2 separate regions of the Mus musculus genome follow, and region 1 is linked to region 2. A link is a contact called in public Hi-C data. All regions are on one chromosome and are shown on one strand. The core of a region is the stretch at or near the end of the contact, and the rest is flanking DNA. Distances in the headings are between cores, read along the strand shown.

Region 1 (5,880 bases), core at 102-2,601, 180 kb before region 2:
TAGGGTGAGATCATACCAGCCCCCTAACTCAGGAAACCGAACGGTCTTAGTTCCCTCCCCGGCAGCACTGATCTAGGAAGGGGCTGATGTCTCCAAATCTCCAGGGCACCAAGGTCAGTCTCGGGGCTGGGAGAAGAGGAAAACAGAAGCAAAGAGAAAACAAGTCAGAGAAACCCCGCAGCAATGCGCCCTGGGTTAACCATGCAAAATGGATTGCGGTAGAAGGAAGCCACACTAATTCGGGGAGAGAATGCTTTCCCAGGGCAAAAACACATTAGAAACCTGCCAACACCACAGCCCTCTGAAAACAGTGTATCAACATTGCCTTCCAGCCTGGCCTCAGAGCAGGAATTGGAATGAAGTTGGGATGCTTTCTAATTAGTTACTGAGCTATATACACTGGGTGGCTGCTCTAAGTAAGAAATAACAGAGAAAATACTTTGTTAGTCACTTAAAGGCAAGCCAAGCTTTTACTGCCATCTCCATGCATCTGCAAACAGCTAGGAAATCAAACTAAAATCCTGTAGGACAGTTTTCGTTTTTGTTTTTTAAATCTTTCTGTGAACACGGCTCTTAAAGCAATGGTCCCACTGGTTTAGAAGAGGTACCAGGACTTTTCACAAAGACTATGGTAAAAGCGAGGCTTACCATGCCGTCAGAGCAGTTGGAGGTGGGGCTGGTGGGCTCAGAGCAGCTCTGTCCCGGCAGGCTGTAATAGTTCTCCACCTGTTCCCTCAGCAGCTCCTGGAGGCTCTCAATGTAGCGGATGGCATTCCTGAGGATCTCCACCTTGGGGAGTCTCTGGTTAGGGTTGGTGGTGGTGCACCTCTTGAGCGTCTCGAAAGCTTGGTTGACCTTCTTCAGGCGTCTACGCTCGCGCATGGTGGCGGCCTTGCGCCGATCCATGGTAGTGGACTTCCTCTTGCAAGCTTTGCAGGCCCACATGAGGCAGTGGCCAGCCTGGTGGTGGCCGGTAGGTGCACGCACGTGCTCCTCATCGTCTGAGCCCTGCAGCTCAGCTTTGTGTGCTCCGAAGGCTGCTACTCTTGGCTCAAACTGGTCCCCAAACTCATCCTCTGGTGAGGGGATACAGGAGCCTTCATAGAAGTACTCAGAAGGGGAGAACTGGCAGCCGTCCGTCATGTCCATCCTTCAGAGAAGCAGGTGGGAATACCTGGATTCAGCAGAGAGGGAGACACGCCAGTCCCTGGCTGCTGCAGGCCAGCAAATCCAGGCGGAGCTCCCGGAGTTTGGGACTGTCTCTCTGTAATTAACAAGGACAGATGCCTGTTGGCCAGGGTCGGTCAGTGGCTGAGGTTGGGGCTCTTTATATATTCCTGGGGGATGGGAAGGGAGGTTGGTCCCTGTAGCTGGGCGTTATTAGCATATCCCACCACAACCCCCCACAGGGGCTGTCTGGGCAAGCCTCTTGTCTTTCTTCTAGAGACACTTTGCAGTTTACTGGTCCCTTTGACGCTAATGATTTTACTGCAGCCTAACCTGCTCGGTGGCCTTCTGGATAAACTAAACCTAGGGATCACTTAAAGGGGTTGGGGTTGGCTTCTTGAAATTGATCACACTTTAACATAATCAGCAGCAGCAGCACGGTAGCAAGACATTAAAGTTCCGTATTTCCGTCTAACACCAAAGGGAACCTAGCTTCTGGATTCTTAACGCACGGATCTCCGGTGCTTGCTTCTCATTTTCATGAACTTTACCAAAAGATTGAGTCAGTTTGTGTACTGGTAACAGTTGGTAAAATAGTGAGGTGGCATTTTCATGGATGGCATGAACCTAGAGAGCTTGGTGTTTCAAAACCTGTTTGACAAAGACCAAAGAAGTAAAGTTCTGATGAGAGAGATGGTCATCTCATGGGGATGACAGTAGCTGAGCTTCCTTTCTGAGGTCTGGCTCTGTCAGAGGGTCACACGTTTCTTCTGCTGCCCTGAAAAGGAAGTGGACCAGGTGACCTTCCCCCGCATCCTTCCCCTCCGAGCTTCCATCCTTCCCAGCACACGTGTCTGTTGCCTCTTCCTCTGCATCAGACCTAGGCTAATACCTGCACTGGGAGATTCCCACGCCTGAGGAGGACGGTCACCGGCAGCGGTCCAGTTTCTCACAGAAAGCTCCCCGTCCAGCTTGGGGTTTCTTTTCTCCAGAGTCTGCTGCTCCGCCCTACCGTGTCTACAGACTAAACAGCCAGCCAAGGCTTCTCGGGGTCGCTAATTTTCTGCTTTTCAGGCCAGCTAACACCGTTACAGATGGGTCCCAGCTGCCAGCTAAGAGAGATCCTGGGCTAGTGTAAAATTTCCAACTCCTCTTAAAAGAGTGGCTTCACACACTTTGGTGACAAAAGCCTTTCAGAAATGCCATTTGCAGACAGGTCTTTGAAACTTTTGTCAACTGAAGACAAAGGGGAAAACTGCCATTCATTCATATATATATATATATATATATATATATATATATATATATATATATATATATTCAGCCTATTCCTCAGCTTTTATGATTTCTTCTCCACTGTTGATCCGCTTTCAGATCACGTGAGAGGGGAGATGTTATTCATATCCAAGAAACACCATTACTTACGGTCAACACAAATTCTCTGAGAGCTTTAAACCTCTTTTTTGTAGCCCCGTTGTAAAAATGGACTGTTCACACTTGGGAGTGTCATCCAATTAAGTAAGTGTTGTGGATTCAAAGTGACCCTTTGTATGTGTGTGTATATGTGTGTGTGTGTGTGTGTGTGTGTGTGTGTGTGTGTGTATGTGTGTGTGTGTATGTGTTACACTGCCTTTTAGTGGTGATGATGATGATGGTGATGACGACGACGATGACTCAGAGTGACTTTTCTAAAGCAGCCAAGTCTGACAGATCTGGTATCTATCGGGGCCAGATACATTATAACTGTCTGTGAAGGCAAGGACTTTAAGGAAGGGACCAGAAGGTGCCAATCACTGCACTTGCTAGCTGTGTCTGTCTCTGTTCCCTCTACCCTGTCCTGTAATCTTGAAGACAGATTTCTTCTGTAAATCAGGTCTGGTGGGTCTCACACTGAGGGGCTATTTAATCAATTGGCCAATGAAAAATCCAACTGTACCCCTATTGGGACCGGATTAAAAATGTCTGCCTTTGAAATGAATACAATATTGGGACAACACTAGATTTAAACACACACACACACACACACACACACACACACACACACACACACACACACGCGTACTCCTGAAGACAAGGCTCCCGTGGATGCATCTGATTGAGCAAATAGCACACATGGAACCTCTGTGACGCTGTTTTGGAGAGGTAGATATTCTCAGCCTCAGATTCACAGCAAAATTCATAGAGAGGATATGGTCAGCAACTTCTCTACATAAAACCATAGTCTTCCTCTTGCTCCTTCTCTCTTTGTTTCTCCTCTCCTTCCTTCTCCACCTCTCCATCCCTTTCTTTTTTCCCCCTTCCCTTCCTCCTTCCCATCTTTCCTCTTCACCTTCCTTACCTCTGTCTCATATTTGGGGTAACTAAAACAGACCAGTGATGGAGATGCAAACGTGGTCCTTAAGGTGGAAGTGGAAGCAGTTCCATGCTGCCGAGTGACCTTCCGACTGTTTCCCAGTCAGCCTCTTACTGTTGTGTGTACCTAATAGCTACTGCCTCGAATCTGCCCTGCACGGTTGATTTATTGTTCCTCACCATCTTCACAGAGTAACTTGGTACTTGAAAGGATTCCATTTTGTTTGTTTGTTTGTTTGTTTGTTTTAGGTAAACTTTAACGCTAGGGCTGAGTAATTTACCCTTGTCCACACAGGATTTGAAGTAATCTCCCTGTTTTTAGAAATGGCTCGGAGCCCCTGGAAGTGATCCTGCTTGCTTCATACTCAGTGTTCAGGGGTGGGATGAGGGCTTCCTTGACTCACCAAACAGAAAAGCTTACAAACTGGTGTCTTTTCTCTGGGCTCTTGCACTGGGAAGCTGCTGTCACTCAGGGGGCCCCTTGTCAGTAGCAGGAGTGCTCAGAGGTTAGGGCTGTCTTTGGTAAGGTGATCTCAAAACAAATTTACCAGAGAGCAGCAGGCTGAGTGGAACTAAAGACGCAGGGAAAACACAAGCGCGGGCCGCTTAATGAGCACGGCTGAAGGGGTCCGTGTGGAGGGCCCTTTGGGACGCAAGTGCTGAAAATCGGGTCTCAGACCACAAGAATAAAAAATGAGACAAGTTTTAAGCCATTGCCACAGCTAAAAAAACGAGAGGGGTGGGGGGGGGGTAAAAAACCTGAGGTAGACTGGAAAAAGGGAAGTAAACTGGCTCTTGAGATGAGAAAGGCTCACACGCATATTCGCATATTCGAATACACAGTGGAATCCTTTCTCTTCACTTCTGCCCCTACCTGCAGAACTCTGCTTCTCTGTGTTGTAGAGGATATCCCAATGTGCTAAACAATTTTAAATTGTTATCAGCTCTGGAAGCTGGGCACACCTATGTAAACACATTAGTACCTGCCAGAGCAGTGAGAAGAATTTGTGGACCAGACAGCTGAGGAAGACATTGGCCTCCTCTAGAATCCGAAGACTCCCAAGAGAGATCAAAGGACTATGTAAGGACATTTAGCAGCCTGGAGAGGAGGAGAGAAGTAGCCTGTGTCTTCCACCCTACCTTTGTAGGGACCTCTCATCCTACAGAATGACTCAGAGTTAGGTTTGCAAAACACTTTCTTTCTGCAGACAGAACCCACCAGGACCAAGGATCATCTTTGAAAGTATTTCATTAGTGTGTGGAAGTAACTGGTGGCTTCTGTGGACAGAAATATCATGGTGTAAGTGTTTACTCATGATCAGACAATGAAATTAATATAATGTTTAAAATTAAGTGCTTTTGGAATCTCTATGTGGTGATATGAGAACCAAATGAAAAAAAGCAGTTAAATGTTTCCAAAGGAAGAATATAAATGGTAGAGGGATGTCTTTATAATTTTAAAAGTGACTGTGTGACTGTCATCTTCCTGATTTTTCCTGCCCTCCTAAGAGTTGTTAAGAGTCCCTGAATTTCTGTCCTACTCTCTCTCTCTCTCTCTCTCTCTCTCTCTCTCTCTCTCTCTCTCTCTCTCTCTCTCTCTTAAAATGTTGCTCTTAAAAAGTTGACAGAGAATTGAGATCACTTGATAAAAGCAAATTTTCCCAATGTCTGTGGTCCTGCTATGGTGATGAAAGTTAGCTTTAGAAGGCTTATTGATATTTGATATCTATGAATTATTTCAGTAATAGCATAGCAGAAAACCACTCATTATTTAATATGTGACATTATATGAATCTCTAAAAGGAGATCTAAGTTCAATCCCAAAGTCCTTATCTTTAATAAGTTATTATATCTTAATTTTCTGCTTCCATAGTCTTGTTTATTTTGGCTTTGACCTTGGTTAAAGATTATCATCATTAATATCAAACAAAAACAGTTCAAATCACAAACACACCAAGGATTTCATTGGAAATCCTAACATGTCAGCTATATCACCAAAGGTCATATGAACTCTTTGGAAAATATTTTCTCTATTTAATGAAGAGTCTTTCATAGGCAACCTCACTCCAAACAATTTCTCAAGTTACCCAGCTAAGAAGATTTGATTTGCAAAGACTGAATAAAATCCATCAACAAGGAAAGACCAGGAGTTGACAAAAGCATTCTGATACAAAGTAGTTCAACTATAAGTCTTCTTATAAATAATCTAAGATGAATATATTTACTTGATGAGTTGTGACATATCAATTGCACACAGAATCTGGTCTTTAAAAATAACGGTACAGAAGTACATTTTAGGGCAAATCCTTTGGATGACAAAATATTCAGAGATATAGAATGTGTACGGTTAGTAAAGATGGA
Region 2 (5,554 bases), core at 1,314-3,813:
AGTTCATTGAACGGATATATGTATAGTGTTCTAATAAAACTGTTTCATTAATATATTTGCCCATAGCAAAGGCTGTGCATCATTGAGAACACATAATTAGTTGACATAATAAGGGAAAATATTACCTTATCATATTGACATAATGAGTACTGTTTCATGATGAAGATTTTAGAGGAACAAATTATTTAAGTTGTAAAAGATTAATAAAGATTTCTGAATAATTCATCTACAAACTGTGACTAGCATGGTAGTTGGAACAAAATGAATACACATCAGCCCTTATGAGGATTTTTGTAGAGAAACCTTTATGACAAGGAAATAGTCATCCAGAATGAATGGAATCCTTCTCAAAAACACACTAAAAGAAAAAAACTATCCAAATGGGTAGCATAATGACAATTTGCAAATATTACAACTGGGCTGAAGGAATCTGAGAGTCACGGGAGGTGGAGGAATTCTTGATTAGAGATATGGCTCCATGTAGCAGACAGCATTTTTGAAGACTTTAAGGCAGCAGTTTTCAACCTGTGAGTAGTGGCATCTTGTGGGTCAAATGACCCTTTTACAGGGGTCATATATAAGATGACCTGCATTTCATAGATTTGCATTATGATTAATAACTGTTTCAACATTACAGTTATGAAGTAGCAATAAAAATAATTTCATGATTAGGGAGAGTGGTCACCACAACATAAGAAACTGTAGTGCCAAGTAGTGGTGGCGCACACCTTTAATCCCAGCACTTGGGAGGCAGAGGCAGGTGGATTTCTGAGTTCGAGGCCAGCCTGGTCTACAGAGTCAGTTCCAGGACAGCCAGGGCTACACAGAGAAACCCTGTCTCAAAAAACAAAAAAGAAAGAAAGGAAGAAAGAAAGAAAGAAAGAAAGAAGGAAGGAAGGAAGGAAGGAAGGAAGGAAGAAAGAAAGAAAGAAAAAAAGAAAGAAAGAAAGAAAGAAAGAAAGAAAGAAAGAAAGAAAGAAAGAAAGAAAGAAAGAAAGAAAGAAAGAAAGAGGGAGGGAGGGAGGGAGGGAGGGAGGGAGGAAGGAAGGAAGGAAGGAAGGAAGGAAGGAAGGAAGGAAGGAAGAAAGAAAGAAAGAGGGAGGGAGGGAGGGAGGGAGGGAGGGAGGGAGGGAGGAAGGAAGGAAGGAAGGAAGGAAGGAAGGAAGGAAGGAAGAAAGAAAGAAAGAGGGAGGGAGGGAGGGAGGGAGGGAGGGAGGGAGGAAGGAAGGAAGGAAGGAAGGAAGGAAGGAAGGAAGGAAGGAAGAAAGAAAGAAAGAAAGAAAGAAAGAAAGAAAGAAAGAAAGAAAGAAAGAAAGAAAGAAAGAAAGAAAGAAGGAGGGAGGGAGGGAGGGAGGGAGGAAGGAAGGAAGGAAGGAAGGAAGGAAGGAAGAAAGAAAGAAAGAAAGAAAGAAAGAAAGAAAGAAAGAAAGAAAGAAAGAAATCAAGGAAACAACATAAAGGTTTGAGAAAGACAACCCTTCATCTTCTCCAGTCTGCGTATGCACATCACACAGGAACAAATACATGTATGCACTGCATATATGTGCATCTCACACACACACACACACACACACACACACACACACATACACACACTTATTTTATTTTTTAAGTGTTCCTTGCCATGTGTCAAGAAAATGGAAATTCACTTTCATCATGATAAAAAAAAATTAATTGAAATTAACTTGAAAATAGTTGTGCAAAGTATTTGTTTTAAAATTTTCAAATAGCCAGGCACGGTGGCTCACATATGTAGTCCCAGCTACTAGAGAAGTTGAGACAGAAGAATCACTTGAGTCCAGGAATTCTACGCTATGCCAATCGATCTGATGTTTGCACTAAGTTCAGCAATAATACAGTGACCACCTGGGAGTGGGGACCACCAGGGTACCTAAGGAGAGGTGAACCAGTCCAGGTTGGAAATGGAGCAGGTCAAAAGACTATCAAATATTTTAAATCATACATTTGTAATCATGTAAATTTATCCTCCAGACCCTAAAGAGTATACATTTGGTATAGCTTTAAAAAACATACTTTTTTTAAAAAAATTTTAGTTGCAAAGATTTTTATTCCCTGACCAACTGCATAATATGATGAAAACCTGTTTCTTAATAAAAATGCATTTTATCCCACCTATTAATAATCAGAGCTCTAATGCAGCCTCACATCCCGAGATAAACACTACATTCCTATTATATTACAAATTAATATTTGTTCTCAGAACTGCTTCCAAAAAATCCTTACCAGACATAAACTGTGTAATAGAGGATAATTCCATTTGGCTCCAAGGGTGGTTGCCATGACAACATCACGGTGACACCAGACAACTGTTTCACGGAGAAGTTCTGAGGAGGAGAGTCAGGAGCTGAAAATTTTTAACAAAGAATGACACATTTCATTAGATAAATATGTAAAATGTAAAAATATAAGTGTACAGAATTTTTTTTCTGATAAACTCTGTGTTAAATGAATCATGTTCAGCACTTCTCTCCATAGACATAAGAACCTGATTGCTTATGTTCAGATAAAATGATGAAAGGAGATTTTCATGGTACTGTTAGAACATCTGCTCCTGTGAGTCAATGGAAAAAAGTATTTCATGAGAAAATACAACATGGGTCAGTCGCAGTGACTCATTGACTGTTTAAGAACATTTGGGCAAATTGTCATTCTCTAATAAAAGCAAATGTTTTATTGGTGAGAATAAATGTCCCCAATAGTAAAAGATCACCCGAGATAATGAAGAGTTGGGAGAAAAAGATGTTATACATTCAAAGAATGATAAGCATAAATTTTGAAGGAACTGAGAGTGACTGACCTCATCCGGACAAATGGTATTCCTCAACCCCCAGGATGTGTCAGAAATCACTAGAGTAAGATCAAAATCTAGTCCATGAGTCTTTTATAATTGCATGGGTTTCACAGGAAACTCCATTATAGAAGGGTAGTATGCTAGCAGAAAAATGGTTAGAATCACTCTCGGTTTCCTCAACTTTCTTATACTAGAGAATAGCTCGTTTCATGAAATGAGTTCACTGAAGTGGTGACAACTATAGTTGCCACTTCTGATTTGTTTGGTTCTGCTTTGTTTTCCCCCCAATGGCGCCTCACTGGAAAATGCTGCTGAGTAGTGACATCACATGAGTCTGTGTATTGTTTAGAGACATGTGTTTCCTGGGCTAAGAATCACTTCCAATTCACCTATCAAAGTAAACCCAATAAATACTCACTTAGCATACTTATAAAGTATAATTTATGTTGACTTTTAGAAAAAAGAATGTCGCCGGGCAGTGTTGGCACATACCTTTAACCCCAGCACTTGGGAGGCAGAGGCAGGTGGGCTTCTGAGTTCAAGGCCACCCTGGTCTATGAAGTGAGTTCCAGGACAGCCAGGGCTACACAGAGAAATCCTGTCTCAAAAAACAAAAAACAAACAAAAAAAAACAGAAAGAAAGAAAGAGAGAGAGAGAGAGAGAGAGAGAGAAGGAAAGAAAGAGAAAGAAAGAAAGGAAGGAAGGAAGGAAGGAAGGAAGGAAGGAAGGAAGGAAGGGAGGAAGGAAGGAAGGAAGGAAGGAAGGAAGGAAGGAAGGAAGGAAGAAGAAAGAAAGAAAGAAAGAAAGAAAGAAAGAAAGAAAGAAAGAAAGAGGAAAGAAAAAAGAAAGGAAAAGAAAAGAAAAGAAAAGAAAAGAAAAGAAAAGAAAAAAAAAGAAAAGAAAAGAAAAAAGAATGTCATTTAAAAACTGGAAGTAATATGGATACAAACATCCAGTGACTCCACATTTTTATTCTATAATAAGCATTAAAATTCTTGGGAAGAACACATGAATGTGTGTGTGTGTGTGTGTATGTGTGTATGTATGTGTGTATATGTGAATAATATATATGTGAATGAAATACACACACACACACCACAGTAAAAACTAAAAATAAATGGATTTTTTAAATTAAAATCATTTTCAGCATAATTAATTCAGCATATTATAGCATCAGGACACTTGAAAGATCTTCTGCTGGCACGCTCTCTTCTCACTCCCTCTTCATCTGCCTTCCTTCGGGTCACAGCACAGACAAAAGGTTCAGCTCTACTTTCTCTGATGCTCTAGAGAAACCTCACTTCCTCATTAGGCTTAGTTAATAATTTTCGGAAACACTTCTACTAGTAATTACAATTATATAAATTACTTGTTTACACATTTGTCAAACATAGGCCAGCCATATCTACACTGAAAGCTTCCTGAGTCAAGGCATATAACTCATAAAATCCAGCTTCCTCGGGCTAGTCTCCATTTGGTGAAATTGTTGAAGAAGAGTCAGAAGGAATGTTTGTTCTTCGGTATATGCAATGTGGCCATGAATTCAGGTGAACATTTGCCTGTCAGCCTATTTTTAATAACTTGTACGATTCAACTGCAGAACTCAAATAGAGAGTATGCATTCATGCAGTAAAAACATCCTACTCAGCATAAATATCCACTGGCTTTGATTAAGTCATAATGGATTTTGAATTGTCATGATTGGGACTTTTTGATTAGGTAAAAACTTTAGATGAGAACACTCTACCCCACAAAATAACTAAATGCTAAAATGATTTCTAAATAAGCAAGGTTAATCTATGGGGTAAAAAAGAGATGAAAATACAGAAAAGGTTCAATATGCACCAATCATCATGCATAAAAGCAATGATGAGATAGTCTTGACCCATGACCCAAAGCCTTCAGAGACTTTGACAAGCCAGTGTGCATGGCCAGGATGCTTCAGCGTAGAAAACACAAGAAAATTGTATAGGAGAGGAGAGGTAAAATGGAATTTATTATTGTAAGCAAAAGTGGGGATGGTGCAGAGAAAACACCCTGTCCCTTTAATAGTGTCCACGTAACATTCTCAGTAATGAGTTATTCATGATCCTGAGCACCCACAGGATACAATCTTCTGGCATCTTGAGAGAAAAAAAAAGAGGTGGGGGGGGGGGGAACATACCATAAACATGTATGCTACCTCCAGGCTGACCTAACATGAGAATAAGGATTCCTTCTACATAAAAAGCCAATTGTTTCAAAAATACCTAACATGTAAAACATAAACTCTAAATACTCTTCTAAAGCAGGTCTCTCGGAGTCACTTCCTAGCGCAATGTACACCTGTGGTTTGCTCAGGTGTCAATACAGAATGGTCCCAGAAGGGGTGATTTTATTCAGCTTCTGGGGAAAAAAAATGTATGAGAAAACACAGGACTCAGAGGGGACGGAGGACGCCAGGAGAACATGGTCCACTAATCAACTAAGCAGGGCACACATGCGCTCACAGACCGAAGCAGCAAGCAGAGGGCCTACATGAATCTGCACCAAGTTCTCTTGTGTATTTAGTATGGATGCTAGCTTGGTGGTTTTGTATTTGTGGAACTTGTAACAGTGGAGTTTGTGTGTAGGACTCTTTTGCCTGTGCTTAGGACTTTTTTCCTCCATTCGGTTGCCTTGTCCAGTCTTGATAAGAAGGCTTTTGCTTTGTCTTATTGTATGGTGTTTTGTCTTGTTTTGTTGTTGTTTATTGGAAGTTT

What was found. Hi-C and Micro-C count contacts between places; a contact is called where the count stands out from the background.
Region 1: a Hi-C map of muscle stem cells shows a contact between it and region 2, with 5 times the contacts expected there. The contact joins the promoter of Myf5 here to the enhancer-like site in region 2. A contact is called at or near these places in 4 of 39 promoter capture datasets (cranial neural crest, hippocampal neurons, second pharyngeal arch cranial neural crest and 1 more) and 2 of 484 Hi-C or Micro-C datasets (both in muscle stem cells).

Annotation. Positions count from the first base shown.
Region 1 is chr10:107,484,783-107,490,662 of GRCm38.p6, forward strand. Myf5 (myogenic factor 5) reads right to left here and starts at 1,352. Exons shown (of 3, transcript NM_008656.5): 1 at 649-1,352. The coding sequence starts at 1,149.
Region 2 is chr10:107,660,293-107,665,846 of GRCm38.p6, forward strand. Ptprq (protein tyrosine phosphatase, receptor type, Q) reads right to left here. Exons shown (of 45, transcript NM_001370987.1): 17 at 2,245-2,365. Among named protein-coding and RNA genes, the nearest start is that of Ptprq, 57 kb to the right of the region's middle. Within about 2 kb of position 2,564, at least 17 of the 459 cell types and tissues checked have an H3K27ac peak or open chromatin away from gene starts, as enhancers often do. A contact at or near this core is called in muscle stem cells and second pharyngeal arch cranial neural crest, where this site is marked.